Linked DNA regions of Mus musculus: all the other regions are linked to region 1. The links are chromatin contacts, called in public Hi-C, HiChIP or PLAC-seq and promoter capture Hi-C maps. All regions are on one chromosome and are shown on one strand. Each heading gives the region's core, a stretch centred on a gene start, on an enhancer-like site or on the middle of the called end of the contact. The rest is flanking DNA. Distances are from core to core; before and after follow the strand shown.

The links. Promoter capture Hi-C pulls out the DNA fragments that hold promoters and counts their contacts. A called contact is a pair of places that touch in the nucleus more often than the background predicts. HiChIP or PLAC-seq counts read pairs in DNA pulled down with a chosen protein or histone mark.
Region 2: a Hi-C map of B cells shows a contact between it and region 1, with 5 read pairs. The contact joins the promoter of Prrg4 here to the promoter of 4931422A03Rik in region 1. A contact is called at or near these places in 1 of 39 promoter capture datasets (pre-B cells) and 1 of 484 Hi-C or Micro-C datasets (B cells).
Region 3: a contact with region 1 is called in a promoter capture Hi-C map of liver, with 2.9 times the contacts expected there. The contact joins the enhancer-like site here to the promoter of 4931422A03Rik in region 1. A contact is called at or near these places in 3 of 39 promoter capture datasets (the 3T3-L1 cell line, hippocampal neurons and liver), 1 of 484 Hi-C or Micro-C datasets (cortical neurons) and 1 of 115 datasets of contacts at active chromatin or transcription factors (pancreatic cancer cells).
Region 4: a promoter capture Hi-C map of pre-B cells shows a contact between it and region 1, with 4 times the contacts expected there. The contact joins the promoter of Eif3m here to the promoter of 4931422A03Rik in region 1. A contact is called at or near these places in 1 of 39 promoter capture datasets (pre-B cells) and 1 of 9 other capture datasets (liver).
Region 5: a promoter capture Hi-C map of the C10 cell line shows a contact between it and region 1, with 5 times the contacts expected there. The contact joins the promoter of Elf5 here to the promoter of 4931422A03Rik in region 1. A contact is called at or near these places in 2 of 39 promoter capture datasets (the C10 cell line and hippocampal neurons) and 1 of 9 other capture datasets (liver).
Region 6: a contact with region 1 is called in an H3K27ac HiChIP or PLAC-seq map of bone marrow-derived dendritic cells, with 7 times the contacts expected there. The contact joins the promoter of Tcp11l1 here to the promoter of 4931422A03Rik in region 1. A contact is called at or near these places in 7 of 39 promoter capture datasets (the 3T3-L1 cell line, the C10 cell line, hippocampal neurons and 3 more) and 2 of 115 datasets of contacts at active chromatin or transcription factors (bone marrow-derived dendritic cells and bone marrow-derived macrophages).

What each region holds. Positions count from the first base shown.
Region 1 is chr2:104,026,921-104,029,620 of GRCm38.p6, forward strand. 4931422A03Rik (RIKEN cDNA 4931422A03 gene) reads right to left here and starts at 1,441. Exons shown (of 5, transcript NM_175161.3): 1 at 858-1,441; 2 at 302-367. The coding sequence starts at 303. Fbxo3 (F-box protein 3) reads left to right here and starts at 879. Exons shown (of 11, transcript NM_212433.1): 1 at 879-1,046. The coding sequence starts at 943.
Region 2 is chr2:104,848,599-104,851,298 of GRCm38.p6, forward strand. It overlaps Prrg4 (proline rich Gla (G-carboxyglutamic acid) 4 (transmembrane)), which reads right to left and starts at 1,252. Exons shown (of 6, transcript NM_178695.5): 1 at 948-1,252; 2 at 478-602. The coding sequence starts at 580.
Region 3 is chr2:104,687,563-104,690,324 of GRCm38.p6, forward strand. Tcp11l1 (t-complex 11 like 1) reads right to left here. Exons shown (of 10, transcript NM_177190.5): 7 at 816-1,012. Among named protein-coding and RNA genes, the nearest start is that of Gm6306, 21 kb to the right of the region's middle. Within about 2 kb of position 1,284, at least 37 of the 459 cell types and tissues checked have an H3K27ac peak or open chromatin away from gene starts, as enhancers often do. A contact at or near this core is called in liver and pancreatic cancer cells, where this site is marked.
Region 4 is chr2:105,015,581-105,018,280 of GRCm38.p6, forward strand. It overlaps Eif3m (eukaryotic translation initiation factor 3, subunit M), which reads right to left and starts at 1,447. Exons shown (of 11, transcript NM_145380.2): 1 at 1,366-1,447. The coding sequence starts at 1,407. It overlaps Gm38521 (predicted gene, 38521), which reads left to right and starts at 1,541. Exons shown (of 2, transcript NR_165821.1): 1 at 1,541-1,623; 2 at 2,090-2,700.
Region 5 is chr2:103,422,669-103,425,368 of GRCm38.p6, forward strand. Elf5 (E74-like factor 5) reads left to right here and starts at 1,400. Exons shown (of 7, transcript NM_010125.3): 1 at 1,400-1,520.
Region 6 is chr2:104,710,736-104,713,435 of GRCm38.p6, forward strand. Tcp11l1 (t-complex 11 like 1) reads right to left here and starts at 1,427. Exons shown (of 10, transcript NM_177190.5): 1 at 1,241-1,427. Gm6306 (predicted gene 6306) reads left to right here. Exons shown (of 1, transcript NR_166704.1): 1 at 1-2,168.

The sequences.
Region 1 (2,700 bases), core at 191-2,690:
CCACAGCTGAACACACTATAATAATATCCTGTTTTTCTCAGACACATCCTGGACTCCCCAGCTTGTGCTTATATACCCTGTCTTGTTTCCATTCTTCGAATCTCTTGCCCCTCCATCCCCACTCTCTCCCTTGCAGACAGACCTGCAGGCCGGTTCAGAAAAGAAAGAGACCACCACTCCAACTATTGTGTCTAGACAAGACAAATTTATGTTTATCAAGAGGGTGTGCTCAGAAGGTTAAAAAGAATCAAATTCCTTGTCCTAAACACAAGTTTTATAGCACTTGGTGGAAAATACTCACATTTGATTATTTCTTACACTTAAGTAGTTGGAAGAAACTTTCTCTGGGACCAGTAGGTTTAGAAGCCTGGTGGTAAGGGCTTGGGCAATTAACATTTGTTGGACAAGGAATTTATCCAGAGGTCATTTTCGGTTTTTTTGAAGGACAGTTTTTTGCCTTGTGGGCCATGGAAGAATTATAACCTCCCTATCATTTCAAAGTTGGAATGCCTTCCCCTGTGTCTCTTTCCCCATCATTCCTTCCTTGCTAAGTGGACAGGGCTCAGAGCAGCAATTCCGAGTGCAGGTGGGGGTGAGTGGCAATGGGAGTCCGAGGCTGGCAACAGAGACCATGGATTGGAAATGAAGCAATGGGTTTGGGACCCAAAGGCCAGGTAGGGTTAGTGTAAGATTTAGGGAGAGGCTTTGAGGATACGAGATATAAAATGCGTGGAAGAAGAGACCAAAGACTCAGAAACAGACTGGCAGGGACAGCAGCGCCCCCGCAGGGCTGACCGCGGGGTGGGCGGGGCATCCCGGGGGCGGGGCTGGGGCCGGGTGACAGTTACATAACTAACCTGTGCTAGCGGCCGCCGAGCGGTTCGGGCGGCGGGGGCGGGGGCGGGGCCGGGGTGGTGCCAAGGCTGCAGCGGGCCGGGCAAGATGGCTGCCGTAGAGGCCGAGACGGGGCTGCTGACCCTGGAGTCGCTGCCCACCGACCCTCTGCTGCTCATCTTATCCTTCGTGGACTACAGGGACCTAATCAAGTAATGGGGCGGTGCTCTCGGCAGGGGTGGGAACGTGGAAGGAGGCAGGGAAGGAGGCCCGGGGTCGCTGGCTGGACGTGGGCTCCCTCCGCAGCAGGGTGACTGCAAGGCGGCCGTTATCCCGCATAGCGCCCCGGGGGGCTGAAGGAGACTCGGGGGAGCGGTCTGGGCATCCAGGTCTTACCCCTGCCCAGGCCTAGGTCCCCGGGAACTTAGCGCCCTCTCCCTCAAGCCTCGGCTAGGCCGGGTTGCGGAAGAGAGAGGTGGCTCCCTGGTCCTGCACCCCGCGGACCCTCGCTGGCCCTTTGGGGCCTGGTCTAGCGCTGTGGAAAGGCCACTGTCTCGGCCCACGCGCATCCCTGTCGCGCCTGGGGTCCCTGATGACCAGAGCCCTCGTGGGCAGGTAGAACGCGCGCGAGAAGGCCTGCGACCTTCTGACTCTGATGCCATCGTGATCGCGGGCAGCATACACTTTGTCTTGTGTCGGCGACTTTTTTGGCTGTCAGTTTCCCTTTTTATGGTGGGTGGTTGGATTTTGGGTTTTGTCACCGACTTCCGGTGAGGCCTTACAGGTGACTGCAGTTACCTTAGGGTTTCCCAGATGACCAGCATTTACTCCAAAAATAAACACCGGGCATGCGAGAATTCTTTCAGAAACCAGGACTGTTTTAGCGTGGAGGGACAAATGGTCCTGCCGTGTGCCCCTTTCTTGTCACCCTCACCCCCTGTGTCAGGATTGTTTACATTCTTGACCGCATAGCCTGGGTTTCTTGTGCTTCCGTATATATTTGTGGAGGCTGCAAAATGGCCCTCTCACATGGGGAAGACACACTTTTGGTTTTTGCTTCATTACTGGAATCTGGGCATCTATGTCCTCTGTTTTTAGGGGCCTTTAAGAGGTACAGATTTCTTGGAGTTACAGGTAGCTAAGTGGTGGCAGAGATATTTCCTGGGTTTTCTGTTATGGCCTCCACTCGTACCTGCTAAGACATTTGTCTTTCCAAAAAACACACTTCCCCCTACTCAGCCTGTACTAACACACAGAAAGTTTTTCTGTAGGAAAGGTTGGCCAGCTCAAATGTATTTCATCTGAAATAGTTTATTGCTATAACTTCTTATTTAGATAGCCTTCTTTCTTTGCTTGCTTGCTGCCAGAGTTACCTTCTAAAGACCAATCTGGCTGTCATTTTTCTTAAAAGCCCATGACATCCCTGTTTACAACACTGGACCCTGAACTTCTGCAGTATTTAAGGCCCTTACCCAATAGCTTATTATCTAAGGCCTTTCAGGCCTCTCCTCCACTATCATATTTTCTCAGCCCATCAGATGGCACAACACTCGCACATGGTTGTGTATGCTCAGTTCCCTGTCCGGAATACTTCACTCTCCTCAGTTTAGCAACCTTACTCTCCCACTATCTTCTCCAACTAGAGTTTGTAGTAATAAAGTGTGCATTGCTAGAGTGTAAAGATATTTATTTTTGTATTCATCTGCTCAGGTTTGTTTGTTTTGTTTTGTTGAATGTCTGCCATGTGCCAGTTAAATGTAGGATTACAGTAGTGAGTTAGAGAGATATGGTCTTTTTTTTGTAGCTTGACTACTATAGACAAGATGGAAAGTCAAACAAGTATGTAATTACAAAAGGGGCCAAGTA
Region 2 (2,700 bases), core at 2-2,501, 820 kb after region 1:
CCTTCCAGCCCTTGCTCTGGATCTCACAAATCCAGACTAGGGGACAGGATGTGGCTCAGCGGTAGAGCACTTGTCTATATGGGGACTCCCAGCGGTGCACAAACAAGTCCTGACAAGAGTCTGGCCTCCCTGTCAGTCTTCCAAGAAGCAGCCTTCCTCTTTATAACTAACACACAGCTTCATCTAGGAAACGACAACTCACTGACTTTCGGACTTCGAAAAAGGCTTTCAATTTAGTCAACCACAAACCAGGTGTTAAACATCTGTTTACTAAGGGAGATACGTTTGTACATATTATAGTTAAAAACCCACAACTCTAAACAAGAAAGCCACAAATTAAAACATAGGATATGCTGTTGCACTGTGGTTCACGGGGGCGTGTAATTCCCCCTACCACACTTTGGCTTGAGATCTACACAGTAGACCGCAACTGGTTTCAGAAGTGTTTTCCCCCAATCGGCAGCCATGCTTGCTTACCTTCTTCTGGGGCATGTTCGGAATCCTTTAGGCTTCTGATACAATGAGGAACTGCGAGGGTAAGTCTGGGCAGCTGGCTGAGTACGATCAGAAGTGGAAACATAGTCTAGCAACTGTCAAACAAACTAAAACAAAAGTGACAACGACATTAAAAGAAAAGAAAAGAAGCAGGCCAAGTCTCAGCCTGTTGGGTTTTAGTCGGAACTGAGTCAACAACGACCTGTTGCACCCCACGGGTCGCTCTTAATCTATGGGACCCAAGGCGCTCCGGGCAGGTGGCACCTCCGGAGCGCCTGGGAACAAAAGGTACTCCCGGGAAGCTGCGGAGGAGAGTTCGGACACTGGCCCAGGCAGACGCGACTCTCGCCCACGCTGACAGGCAGCTAGGTGCTGGAATGCCACTGTCGAGACATCGTCTCTGGATGACTCTCCCACTCCTCCCCGCCCCGCCTCGCCGCTGGTCGCCGCACCTGTGTCCCCGGGCGCATGTTCCAGCAGCCCCTGGGCGGGAACCGAGTTATCCGCTTGGCCCGAGAGGTGGCCTGGCCCTGAGTCGCGGACGCCTCTGGATCTCGGCGACAGTCGGAGCCTAGCTCTTCGCGGCTCCAAGGCGACACCAGGACGCAAAAGAGGCGCCCAGGATCCGCGCAGGGGCGCTCGGGGAACGTGCGCCGCACGGGGCCCAGCTTGTGTGCTGGAGCCACTCCCACCGCTACCGGACGAGGAGGTCACCTGGCAGCGCTCCACCTCCCGCTCTCGGTCCCCAGCCCTTCTCGACTGAGACCCGGACGCTCACACTTTGGCGGCCTATCAGAGCGCCCTCCCGAGGTTACCTTCGGTCAGCTGTTCTCGCAGGGTGGTCCAGGGATGAGAACATAGCATTCATCCGAGAAAATATACTTTGTTAGTGATTTGCATTGTCACATGACCAAAAATCAATTAATAGCAATTACAAAGTTCTCAGATGTATTTCACCAGGTCTGGGTTGTCTACAAAAATACTTTCAAATATGTCCCCGAGTCAAAATTGTTTCCACGACAACAATGCAAGGTTTCACCTCTTTTACTTTCATTCTTTCCCTCCTTGGGTTTACAGTGGAAATTTCCAGAAGCTGTTTGACATGTGATGATATCATCACTCTGCTAACTAATAAGCCTCCAGTGGATGAATACTTGTGATGCTTAATATCTTCCATACTACTAGGTTAGTGTCGGTATGTAAATTTAAACAAAATGTGACAAATTGTGTTTGTTCTCAGAATATTTCTGCTTTTATTAGATATCTTTGGCCGTAGCTACCCATATACCCAGACAGCTAAAAAGTTCATCCTTCTTGAACAAATAATCTTAGATCTTGAACTTTTCGTTGAGTTTTTTTCTTTTTTCTTTTTTTTTTTTTGAAACAGCAAGAGCATAAGCACCCTTAATTGTCATGAGATGAAGTTAAATTTTGAAAATTTCTCTATTTAAAAATGTTGTGTGAGAGATATAATTAAAAATAATTCAAGAGGCCCAGAGCTCGAGGTGTGAGAAGATAGGAGAACAGTGTCTCACCACACTCTTCATGTCCAAACAGCATGCGCTGTTACTCTTGGGAACGCTATTTAAATTTTGCTCTTTGGCCAGAGTAGCCTGGAACTTCATACAGTTGAAACAGAGCACAGTGAAATGGCATTCCCACTCCTTTCTAGTCTCCAGTTAATTCACTTTTCACCAAATTTGTTTTCTTCCCTGAAAGGCTATTATCTATTTTATTCTGATTAATGGATTCAAGTAAGAATTTCCATATGTTTTGCAGACGTTGTTTTTGTTTCCTTCCAAACACTATCCATGCCCCACGCCCTAGAGGCTTAAGCGGTCTGGAAAATGGAGTCTGCTCTTTCACCTTACTTAAGCAGTGGAGATCAGACTGTGGAGAAGCTAGAAATACCTTATGGTTGAGCACAGGAATCGGAAGTATCTCTCAGGAGACCCATTCTCCTGCTCCCTCATTTAGACAACCTGTGGCTGGAAGCCCTGGGAAGAGAGGGATAAACACCATTTTGCTTTTGGGAGAACTGAGTCTTTCTGAGATCTGTATCTAACAATGTAGACTGTCAAGTTCTACTAGGGCAAGGGCAGATTTCGTTACTTCCTTTCCAGTACGCAGAAAAAGCCTCTCCTGGTTATTATATTCAGTACATTTTGTTAGGTGGCAGCTATTTATTGTTAAGTAGAAATGCTT
Region 3 (2,762 bases), core at 34-2,533, 660 kb after region 1:
TCCTCTTGAATGGTTCCTGCAGCTAGACCTGCTTAGGATAATGCTCACCGTGGGAGTGGCAGAAGTTTCTGGAGAGCAAGCTGTGAAACAAAACCAGGGTTTTTTGTTTGCTTGTTTGTTTGTTTTTATGGTTTTTTATTTTATTTATTTATTTATTTATTTATTTATTTATTTTTGGTTTTTTGTTTTTGTTTTTTCGAGACAGGATTTCTCTGTCTGAACTATCTCCAGAACTCACTTTGTAGACCAGGTTGGCCTTGAACTCAGAAATTAAGGATGTGCAACACCCATACACATCTTTTCTTTAAAAAAAAAATCATGACAAATTGAATAAAAACAGTGTACTCATATACATTAAATAATCTTAAAAAACAAACAAACAACAAACAATAAGAACTATCCAGAACAGACAAATATGGAAAGCAGAACTGAAAGGAGGAGAAAAGTCCGCTGGCTAACGATGCTGCCAGGGGGACTGTATAAGTCTGAAAATATACCAGAAAGCACGGAGTGACACATGCTAAGGAGGAAAGGACAGGCAGATCTCCACAAGTTCAAGACTACCCAGGAATGCATAGCAAGCTCCAGGACAGCCAAGGGTACATGGAAAACCCCTGTCTCAAAAACACAAAGGGAGGAGAACAAGAGAGAATGATGTGGGAATGGAAAAGAAGGACCACATTGCATATTTTCTCATATGTAGAATGTACACATATGTGCTAGAACAATAAGAGTCTTTAAAAAAAACAACAACAAAAAACCAACTGTGCCCCTTGAGACAGCGTGTGAATGGCTAAGGTGCCCACAGCACCTACCTCAGGGAAAGGTCTCTGGAAGTGGTCCCATTTCAGAAGCTTCAGGTAGGCGAAATTCTGGACAGAAACAGGGGTCAGGAGTGGGGCATCCCCAGAGCCAGCAGCGCCTCCCCCAGCTGGCAGGGCATGTTTGTACTTCTGACTCAAAAGGTCATTTGTGGCCTCTTCCAGCCACTGTGTGGCAAAGTCCAGGGAGTCTGGAAAACAGGGCTACACTCATCACCCTGACATTTGCAGGGACACTTCTTGGAATTACCTTAATGAAGAGAGTTTCTCCAGTGAAATTCAAGGTAGAGAATGAACTTTGAAACCCACAGACTGAATCCAAATCACCATATTGCTTTTCGATAGCTTCGTGACCTCAGACAAATCTCAACAGAAGATTCCTGTCATAAAGAAATGCATGACACCTGCCTCACGGCTGACATTGCGAGAACCTGGCCTGGCCTGGCCTGCTTCCTTCCTACCTACTCTTTTCTCTAGTAGTGAGCACATTCGAGGTGGCTGGAAGACCAGATTGACTGCAGCTCGGAGGGATGCTAAAAGTTCTGGCTCACAGACAAACAGGACAAGACACCAGCTGGAGTCCCTTTGTTTAGCAAAGCATTTACACCGAGGGCTAGCCTTGTTTCTGGTGTGACTCACGCAGTGGGAGCATGTCAACGGGGCCCTCAGATGGCTTTCAGTGGCCTTTATGTCCCCTCTGCTTTCCTTAGTAACACATAGGTACCTATCAGAACACCAGTGTCCTCCACATTCTGAGTAGAAAGTGCTCCTTGAGAGAGGTGCAGCCCTGGTGGAAGCTCCTTCAAACCAAGCAGGAGCTGGGGTTTCAGCCACTGTCAGCTCCTCCCTGGTGCTGCACCTCTGTTCTCCTCACAAAGTTCTCAATTTGGTCCTGACTGCTGATATACAGCCTTCTAGAGACAGGCTTTCTCTGTGGCATTCAGGCTTTGGAAACCTTGGAGAGGTGGACAAGTGACTGTGATGTCTCTAGGTAGGCTCCTACGCAGCAACGATTCTTTCAGGGCAGCTGAGCTTCTGGCACCTGACTCTGCCACGCTCTTTAGCCTAGAAGACCGTGACCCCAGACAAACTGAAATGTGTCAGCCAATCTTCGCCCACTACTTCTACTCTCCCCTCTTTCCATTCCTCCCAGCCCCAAGCTTCCATATAAGGCTGCAGGAATTAACTTCCTTCCATGGCCACTGAGTTAACCAACCTGGTCAGGCAACAAGATCTATTCAGACTGCCATTCCCATCTCATCAGCAAAGCTATGCTACCTGAAATGCACCACCGCATGGCACCTGGAAGCAGCCTACAAACACAGCTATACTAGACTCAGTCAGTTGTTTACCTGAAGTCACGCGAGGCTTGTAAAAATGAAATTTTCTTCCCAGCACTTGGGGAAGCAAAGACAGAAAGACTGTCATAGTTTAAGGCCAGCCTGGATTTCACAATGAACACCAGGCCACCTGGGCTGCAGAACAAGACCTGGTCTCAAAAACAAAACAAAAGCTGGGTATGGTGGTGCAAGCCTTAATCCTGCCACGGGAAAGGCAATGTGCACTCTACCCAGAGCTGTAAGTATTTTGAGACCCTGACACAGAAACAAACACAAAAAAACAACCAACCAACCAACCAAACAAACAAAAAACCCCACTAACCATACACCACCACCAAGCTGTGAAAGCTGCCCTTTCCTGGTTGTGAATTCTGAGTTATGAATAAGGAAAGAGGCAAAGTGACACTCCCTGCCGTTCCGATCAGCAGGAGAAAAGCTAATTAACAGAGATTTGTCATCAAGGACAAAAATCAAGACCTGAAATATAATTTAGCTGAAACTGATGTTTTCCTTTGGGAAAACAAAAAATTTAATCTAGTAATTTTCATTTTTTCCATTTTTACTCTCAGGTCCTACCCACATAGCTCTTGTCAGCTGAGTT
Region 4 (2,700 bases), core at 197-2,696, 990 kb after region 1:
CGTTTTTCCTTCGATGGTTTAACATTCATGCACTGAAACAGAAATGTAGATGACTTAAAGCTAACAGAATAAAAACTTAAAGAATCACAGTATAAAGCGTTCCATTAGAAAATGCACAGGTGCCAGGGTGAGGTGGTGGGCAGGGTGAGGTGACATATAACTGTGACCACAGCACTTGAGGCAGAGGCAGGGGGATCTCTACAGGTTCCTGGCCAGCCAAGGTTTAACAAGCCATAGTGAAACACTTCCCAAATATCAAAACAAGAAGGGGGTTGGGGAAAGAAAAAGCACGGATGTCAAATTGTCTGGACAAAGCCAAAAGAGCCTTGGGGAAAATAACCAACATTTTTAATCCCACAAATGTGTTTGGTGACCTCAGAAACCTAACAAACCCTTAGGTCTGATGGAATTATTTTTCCAAACAATAGCATAGTAATTTTATACAGAAGATGGCATGGTATTATAAAAAAGATATTTTGAAAACTCAAGTGTCATATTAGAAAAAGCAAAATAACAGCAGAAATCATTCTTTTTCTTTATGACACAAATATATAATCTAACCAAGATGTAAAGAAAGCATTTGTTCACTTCCTGCTTTACAAATCTTTTTCTAAGAATTAGTTAAGTTTAATGTTTTTATATCATTCTTGCTGACAACAAGACACTCTACAATATGGCCAATGCCAAGGCTCTATTCAGCCCCTGGCCTGAAGTACCTTTTTGGTAAATACTAGTCAATGCCTGGGAACTCTAGCTTCCTCTGCTGTCAAATACTCTTAATGCGGCATCTTTCTATGTGTGCATAACTTCCTTTCTTCTCCTGTGTAACATATGGAACCCCAAGTTTCTGTCAGTGGGTATTATAAAAGCGTATGCATGCTCACGAAGAACAGTTTGGGTTGTAGAAAATTAAAAGACTGTCATCCCAACAATTAACCTCCTGTTACAGAAAAAGGAGAAGCCATCTGTCCTGTACACCCAGGTGTAAACCCCAATTAGTGAACTTCAAAGTGTCCAGGATGGCCCGCCAGATGCTCCTGCCTCCCAGCCGCCTGGGAACAGAAAACGCGAGCCAACTAGTAAAATGCATGCCACCGTCGCCTGTGGCCGCGGAAGGCCCGCATTCACACGCTCAAAGTTGCTCCTGCGGGCCACACGCGAACTTAGCAGACGCTGGTCCCTGTCCCCGAAAAGTTCTGGGTCGTCATCGACGACTGCGGACGAGCCCTGGCGCCCACCGGGCCCGCATCCGGACCCTCGGCCGCGCACGCGCCGAGACCCAGGTCAGGAGAGCGCGCTCCCCCTCACGGGCTCCGTCCCGGGAATCCCCCGCACCCGTTGCCCCGAGGGCCCAGCATCGTGCACCTGGTCTTCCTCGCTGATATCGATGAAGGCCGGGACGCTCATGGTGAAGGCCGGGCTGCGGAAGACGCTCCGATCCAGAAACACGCCGACCGGAAAAGAGAGCGGTGCCGTACAGGGTTACGCACAACCGCTTCCGGGTCAGCCACAGAGGGCGGGCCTCGTGGGCGGGGCCCACAGTACTACTTCCTCCCCGCGGGCCTCTGCTTCAGCTCCTCGCAGGCTCCTACCTGAAATCTTCCCCTCTCCCCGGAAACTTAGGTGGGTTGGGCTAAAGTGTCCTCTGCCCGCCTGCTGCCTGCGGGTCACGGAACCCTACCTGGGCCAAAGCTTCGGGAGCCTAGAGAGCTCTTGCTGCCTCTGAGAGCTTTCCAGGTGCCCCCTGTCCCTAAAGCCTTGGAACTATTTTTTTTTTCCCCTGTGTTATGCTTCCCAGTTTGCTGGTCCAGTTGCTAGGCCATGCTCCTTGCTAAGTAAGGGTGACTAGTTTTCAAAGAATGCTCCCACTTAATTAATAAGGACTTATCCAGAATACACAGTGCCTCAGTGTATGTTAGGGATTGACTCCAGGATCCCTCCTCTAAGGATTCCAGAATCTATGGGGCTCAAGACGCTTACATAAAAATGGCTTAGTTCGTGTCTATATAACCTCCTGTGTACTTTAAGTCATCTCCAGGGCACTTAAAATAGCTAATCCAATGTAAATTCTATGTCCTCTGTTTTCTAGGGAATGACAAGGTCTGCGTATTCAGCACAGATATTTCTCCAGAATATTATAGTCTGCAGTTGATTGAACCTGGATGCAGAACTTGGAGCCATGAAGATCAAGAACATTGTAAATGCAACAATAAGGGGGAAATGCAATTAAAAAGTGGGCTGAAAAAGTAAAAACAGACTTTATTAGAGAATATACACATGGTATCCTCAGTTGATAGAATGTCCCCAATAAATGGCCTGTCAGGTATTTTCTTCCTTAATGATTGACATGGGAGGGCCCAGCCCACTGTGGGTGGTGCCACCCTGGGTAGGTGGCCCTGAGTTGCATTGAAAAGTAAGCCAAGCTAGCCACAAGGAGCAAGTCAGCAGGCAGCGAGCAAGCCTCTGCTTCAGTTCCCACCTCCAGGTTCCTGCCTTGGGTTCCTGCCATGACTTTCCTCAGCGATGGAGGTTAACCTGAGAGTTGTCAGATGAAATGAACCCTTTTTCCCCAGGTCGGTTTTTGGCCAATATTTTATCATAGCAATGGGAAGCACACTAAGACAATCTTCCTGGAGTACTGGGTTACAATGTGGAATGAGTGTGTGTGGGGGGGTACGTTCTCAAGGAAGAAAAGGAAGA
Region 5 (2,700 bases), core at 150-2,649, 600 kb before region 1:
TGTGGATCACCCTGGGTAGCCTAAAACTCACTGTGTAAATCAACCTGGCCTCAAACCCACAGATATCTGCCGCCTGAGTGTTGGGATTAAAGGCACTGTTAAATCCAACAAAATGATTAAATAAATAAATAAATAACTTAATCCCGTTTTCTCCTATTACTGTTGGGAGAATTCTGACCCAGAAAAGCTGGCTCTCCCACCTAAGGTCCCAGAGCCAAGCCAGAGCCTCAACAGGCCACTTATCTTGCCCCGACTATTTTTCCATGATGACACATGACTCCTCACATGAACTGCCTTTTGTTTCTTCACGCCGTTCGGGTGTTTGGATTTGAGTGTTTGTGCCTATGCCCAGTGTTCCCAAGAAAACCTAACCAACCAGTCAATCTCTGCTTTCCACTTCAAGATCACAGAGTCTGCAGTTTGAGCACCTTGGTGTCTTGGCTGCCTGAGATTGAGAGAGGAACGGAACCCACGAAAGGGGGTTATGAACACTCCTCCCAGATGACTGCCTAGGCCGTCATTTAGATTTGAGAGATGTCCTAAAAACTGGGTAGTTCTCAGTGAGACAGCTGACAGCTTGCAAGCCAATCAGGACCCCCCGCCCCCGTGTTGTTCTGGATGTTTGACACTGCAGCTCCACGATCCCTTCATATCGCCATTTCTAAAACAGAGGACACTGGGAAAGGGGGAAAGCTGTCACATGGCTCCTGTATTCAAACATGGCGCCCTTTGGGTGCTTAGAGTGGAAAGGCCAGTGAAAGCACTGCTCCCTGACTCTCTCCCTGCCCCCTGATCGGAAGGTCCCCACCAGGATCAATAGAAGGAAATATGTAGCGCCCAAGGACAGGCTTCCAGGTGATTGGCTGACATTACCAAGTATGGCCTTCCCAGCAACCCAAGGACAGATTCCATTATTGCATTAATCTGATGGATCCCGGATATGCTCATTAACTTATTCACAGTAATGCAGCCAGAAAATGACCGGCTCAGAATTTGATCCCTGAAGCACCTTTATTCTTTACCACTTCTTGGCACTGCTCTTCTTTCCTAACACGCACAGAATAGGGGATAACACTACATACAGAGGTTCGGGACTTGGCCAGCCCAGGCAAAGGCTGCAATGAACAGACACCAGGCCTGAATTTCCTTCCCTCCAGCTTGCTCAACGGAGACTGCTCCAGCCAGCACTCCACTTATCCCCCCGGGGGCAAGAATTCTCTGCTCATTTCCTGGGTCCCCTCGGTGGGTGGTGGGAGCTGGGCACAAAAGCAGGAGAAAGGTAAACTTTCTGCATGTGAAAACCACCCCCCACCCCCGAGGAGCCGTGTCACACCGTATGTCACCGTCATCAAAGGGGCTGTGCATAAACCTGAAAAACCAAACGGACCTGTCTGTAGGTGTCACTTATATCACACGGCTACAGGTGCCTTTATTTCTACAGTCCGCTGGTGCTGGGAGCGCGCTTGCCTTCTCTTGCCTTGAAAGCCTTCTGTCTGGACCTAGCCACCACTTGTCTTCACGTAAGCAGCTTTTCTTTGCTCTTTTGAATGAATTGAAAGGGGGTGTCGGGGCTCAGAGACTTAGCTGGGGCCTGGGACTGAGTCTCTGTTTCCAGCTCCCACGGCAGCCCCTCCGTGAGGAAGCCAGAGTGCCTCCTCCGGGGGTGTTTGACTCAGGTTTGACGGCTTGCCGGAGAGATTTTTTTTTGTCTCCTCCGGGAAGGTGGCCACCCACCCTCTTCACCGGCCCCCACTTCCTCTGGTTCCACTAAACCAAAGGCAGCTGAGAGAATGTGTACAGGCGCTTAAATCTCTGCCCATCCTTTAGCTGCCTTTAGGAGGAAGCCGGATTCTGCACGGATAGCCAGCTCAAGAAAAACCCACCACCTCCCCCAACCCTGGCCTCACCCCTCAGTTCTTTGGAGGGCCTGCTCACCAAGCTGCCCCTCTTGATACAGAGAATGGTATTCTTACTGTTTAAGGCTTTTTTTGTTTTTGTTTTTGTTTTTTTAAGGAGTTTGTACAAAATAGTTTAAAGGAATCTCATTTGGCCCTCCCACAGCCCCTTAGGACAGAGTGCTTCCAGAAGAGAAGTGGCTAGGGTTTTTTTCCACTGTATTCTCAAACCTTATCAGTCTGTATGCGTTCAGGGGTTTGTGCGCATTTGCCCCCTACTGGCAGCAACTGGAAACACATGCTCTCCCGCATCTGCGTTAAGGTAGGAGAATTTAAGACAGAATAGGGGTCCTAGATCATTATGCACTTAGTCTCCATTTTACAGATGGGGCAACTGAGGCACAAGAAGGCCCGGTAATTTATAGAGATGGTTTTGTGTGGTAGTCCAAAGACTCAGACCCAGGCTGTTACACGTGCTCATCCACACGGAAAGCTTCATTCTCCTGCCTTCATTCTCTCGGCAAGGGTCTTTCTATGATTCAGTGTATTGGGGACAGCAGCTTTTACAGTTTGGTTGCCTCCTCTTCTCAAAAGTCTTCAGAGTGAAACTTTTTAGCTACTCAATCAATGTTCACTGATTTTATTAAATCCTCAGGACGCTCAGCGGACTGTGTGTTGAGATGTCCATTTTAAGGATTCGGAAGTAGGTTATCAGAGATGGTCATGAGTACTTACAGATTAGCAGACCAGGATGGGGAAAAAAATCAAAACTTTTAGCACGCCTGCAAGAAAGTCAGAGGTTGCA
Region 6 (2,700 bases), core at 177-2,676, 680 kb after region 1:
ATTGTGAGACAGCTGGCATCCATCACTGCCTTTAATTCCAGTCAAAATATGATTATTCCAATAGGGATAGGAAGCTGAAAACAATCTAATCAGAGACGGACAGGCATGCTTGCAAGGAGCCACAATGAAACTCAAATTAGCATGACGCTGCTATTCTGAAGAGGAGGAAGCTGAGAAAACTTTCCCAGAAAAGATGACATGTGACCTGTCTTTGAAAGGAGTAGAATTTCACCAAGTTATAACGTCGGGGTAGGGGTGAAAGGAGGGGGGTTTTCATTCCTCCAGCAGAAAAGCCAGTGGTGCCTGAAATGGAAAAGTGGCAGTAAGCAAAGATGGAAAGAGGAATTGGGGGTCTGGTGGGGAAAGCGCTAATTTGTACTCTAAAAATGAAATGAAAAGCTTTGTCTAGATTTTGAACTTCTCAAGAGCCAAGATCAATCATATTCTCCATAAATGCTCTATTAGTATACCCCTAAGCCCCCAAGCCCGGCAAACAGATACTCATTTGTTGACAGACATAAAACCCTGTGTCATCTGTGTGATGTCACTGTTAGGAGGGGTTGTTCAAGGTGTTTTGGGTAGCACTGAACCTGTGGTTTAAAAGTGACAATAACTTCAGTAAAAGTGGCCCATTTTTCTTAAAATGTCCTATTCCCCCATCACTACTGAGGTCTCATTCTGTGTCTTTACTGTGGCTTCAGTTTTCTACAGTTAAGTGCCTCCTGGTTTCCTGCATAAGGGTACCCTGCGGCCACAGACTGCCACACCACCACCATTCCACACTGGCAGCTATAATTAAAGAGTAGTAGGATTATGGGGGGGGGGGTGCTATTTAATTGCTCTCATTCATTCACTCAACAATCATAAAACCCTATGGTACCTAACCAGGAAACCGAGGGGGAGGATCCTGGCACGGGGACCGGCATCTGTCGGAGCTGCACGCCGGCCCAAGCTGAACACAAAAGAATCCTCCAGAAAGGGTCTTTCAAGCGAAAAGAAAAGATCTCTGACCCCCGGCGCCGGGAACCGCGTTCAGATTTCGTCGTAAACAGCTGTTTCGGTCGGCGAGGGCAGGGGCGCGCCGGGGAGTCCGGCCTGGAGGGTGGGCCTCACCCATCCCTGTTCTCCTCCTCGCTCCACCCTGCATCCTCGGGACCCGACCGGCTGGGAGAGGTCCAGAAACCGGAGCGCTTTCGCCCGGTGGATCCCGGGCCGGCCCGCCGGCCTCTGCCCCGCTCACCTGCCGCGGCGTCGGCGACCACCCAGGGTCACTCCGGCTGCGAGTACCGCGGGGTCCGCGACGCGAAAGGGGGGGAGCGATGCGCGCCGGCCTGGGCGCCTGGGCCTCGACCCCCGCCGGGGCGCCTGGCTCTCCCCGAGCTGCGGGCCGTCCTCTGTGCCCCGCGTCGGTGGGCAGCGCCGGCCGCGCTCAGTGCGGGGCGGGGGAGGCGGGATGCGCCTGCCCAGCGTGGGCGGCGCCATGCTCCTGTACGGACCGGCGGCCGGCTCTCCCGCTGTCACCAAGGGGCTCGGGAATCTGGCGCTCGGAGCTGAGCTTCACTACGTTTTTGTGTGGAAAGGCTGATGCGGGCCCGGGGAGGGGGGCGGCCGAGGGAGTGCGGTGGCCCCCGGCTCGAAGTCGCTCCGGCCGCACAGGGAGGCGCCATGTTGAGGTTGGGCAAAAGCGGAGGCGATGGCGCGCAGTTAAAAGTGTGGTAAAGCGCAGGGCGCCTTAGAAGCTACTTTCCCTGCCAGGACTTTGAAAACTGAATATTCCATCAACCAGGCCAATCTCACTCCCTTGCCTTCATTTTGGACACCCACACACTCACAGGCTCCTTTTGGATTCTGAGCCCTGGCTTGAGCGGTCCCTTCGAAGTGTTTGGGTGACCGAGGCTTCAGCTTGATATGAAAAGAGGCGAGAGCAGCGGTTCCCTAGCTCAGCCCTTGGAGAAGTTGCGTTCCAGAAAGGAAGATCATTTCCCCTAAATATCATGTCCCTGGGTCCATAAAGTTGGGGCGGGCATGATCATTGTTGTACAAGAAAAAAAAAATTAAGCCAACAAAAACATCACCCCACTCCAAGCCTGGGGCGCTATAATAGCTAACTTCACTAACAGAAATACTTTGTCATCTGTCTCTATCTTAAATAAAAGATAGGAATCTTTGCTACTTTGTAGATTCTCCTCCCCCACTCCTTCCCCCTCTAACACTAGACCGAAGAGAAATAAGCATAGAGGGGAGAGACAGAGGACAGAGGGGGTGGGGGTGGGAGAGGGATTCTTGATTGATTGATTTGGTTTTTCGAGACAGGGTTTCTCTGTATAGTCCTGGCTGTCCAGGAACTCACTCTGTAGACCAGGCTAGCCTCGAACTCAGAAATCCACCTGCCTCTGTCTCCCAAGTGCTGGGGTTAAAGGCGTGCACCACCACGCCCGGCTAAGGGATCCCTGAATTTAATTTCTTTCCTTTTTTCTTTTTTTCTTTTTTTTTCTTTAAGCACTACTACTAACAAACCGCATATGTAAACTCCGGGCCCCACCTACTGTTTATATATCACTGAAAAGTTTCCAGAATTCCCAACTCACACAATCATAGAAACTATTTGCAGCTCGCAAAACGGAGCTGGAGCTCGAGGCAAATCATTGTCCGCTGTTGCAGACAGTCCTAAGCAGTTCCCCCATCCCTATACCTGGGATT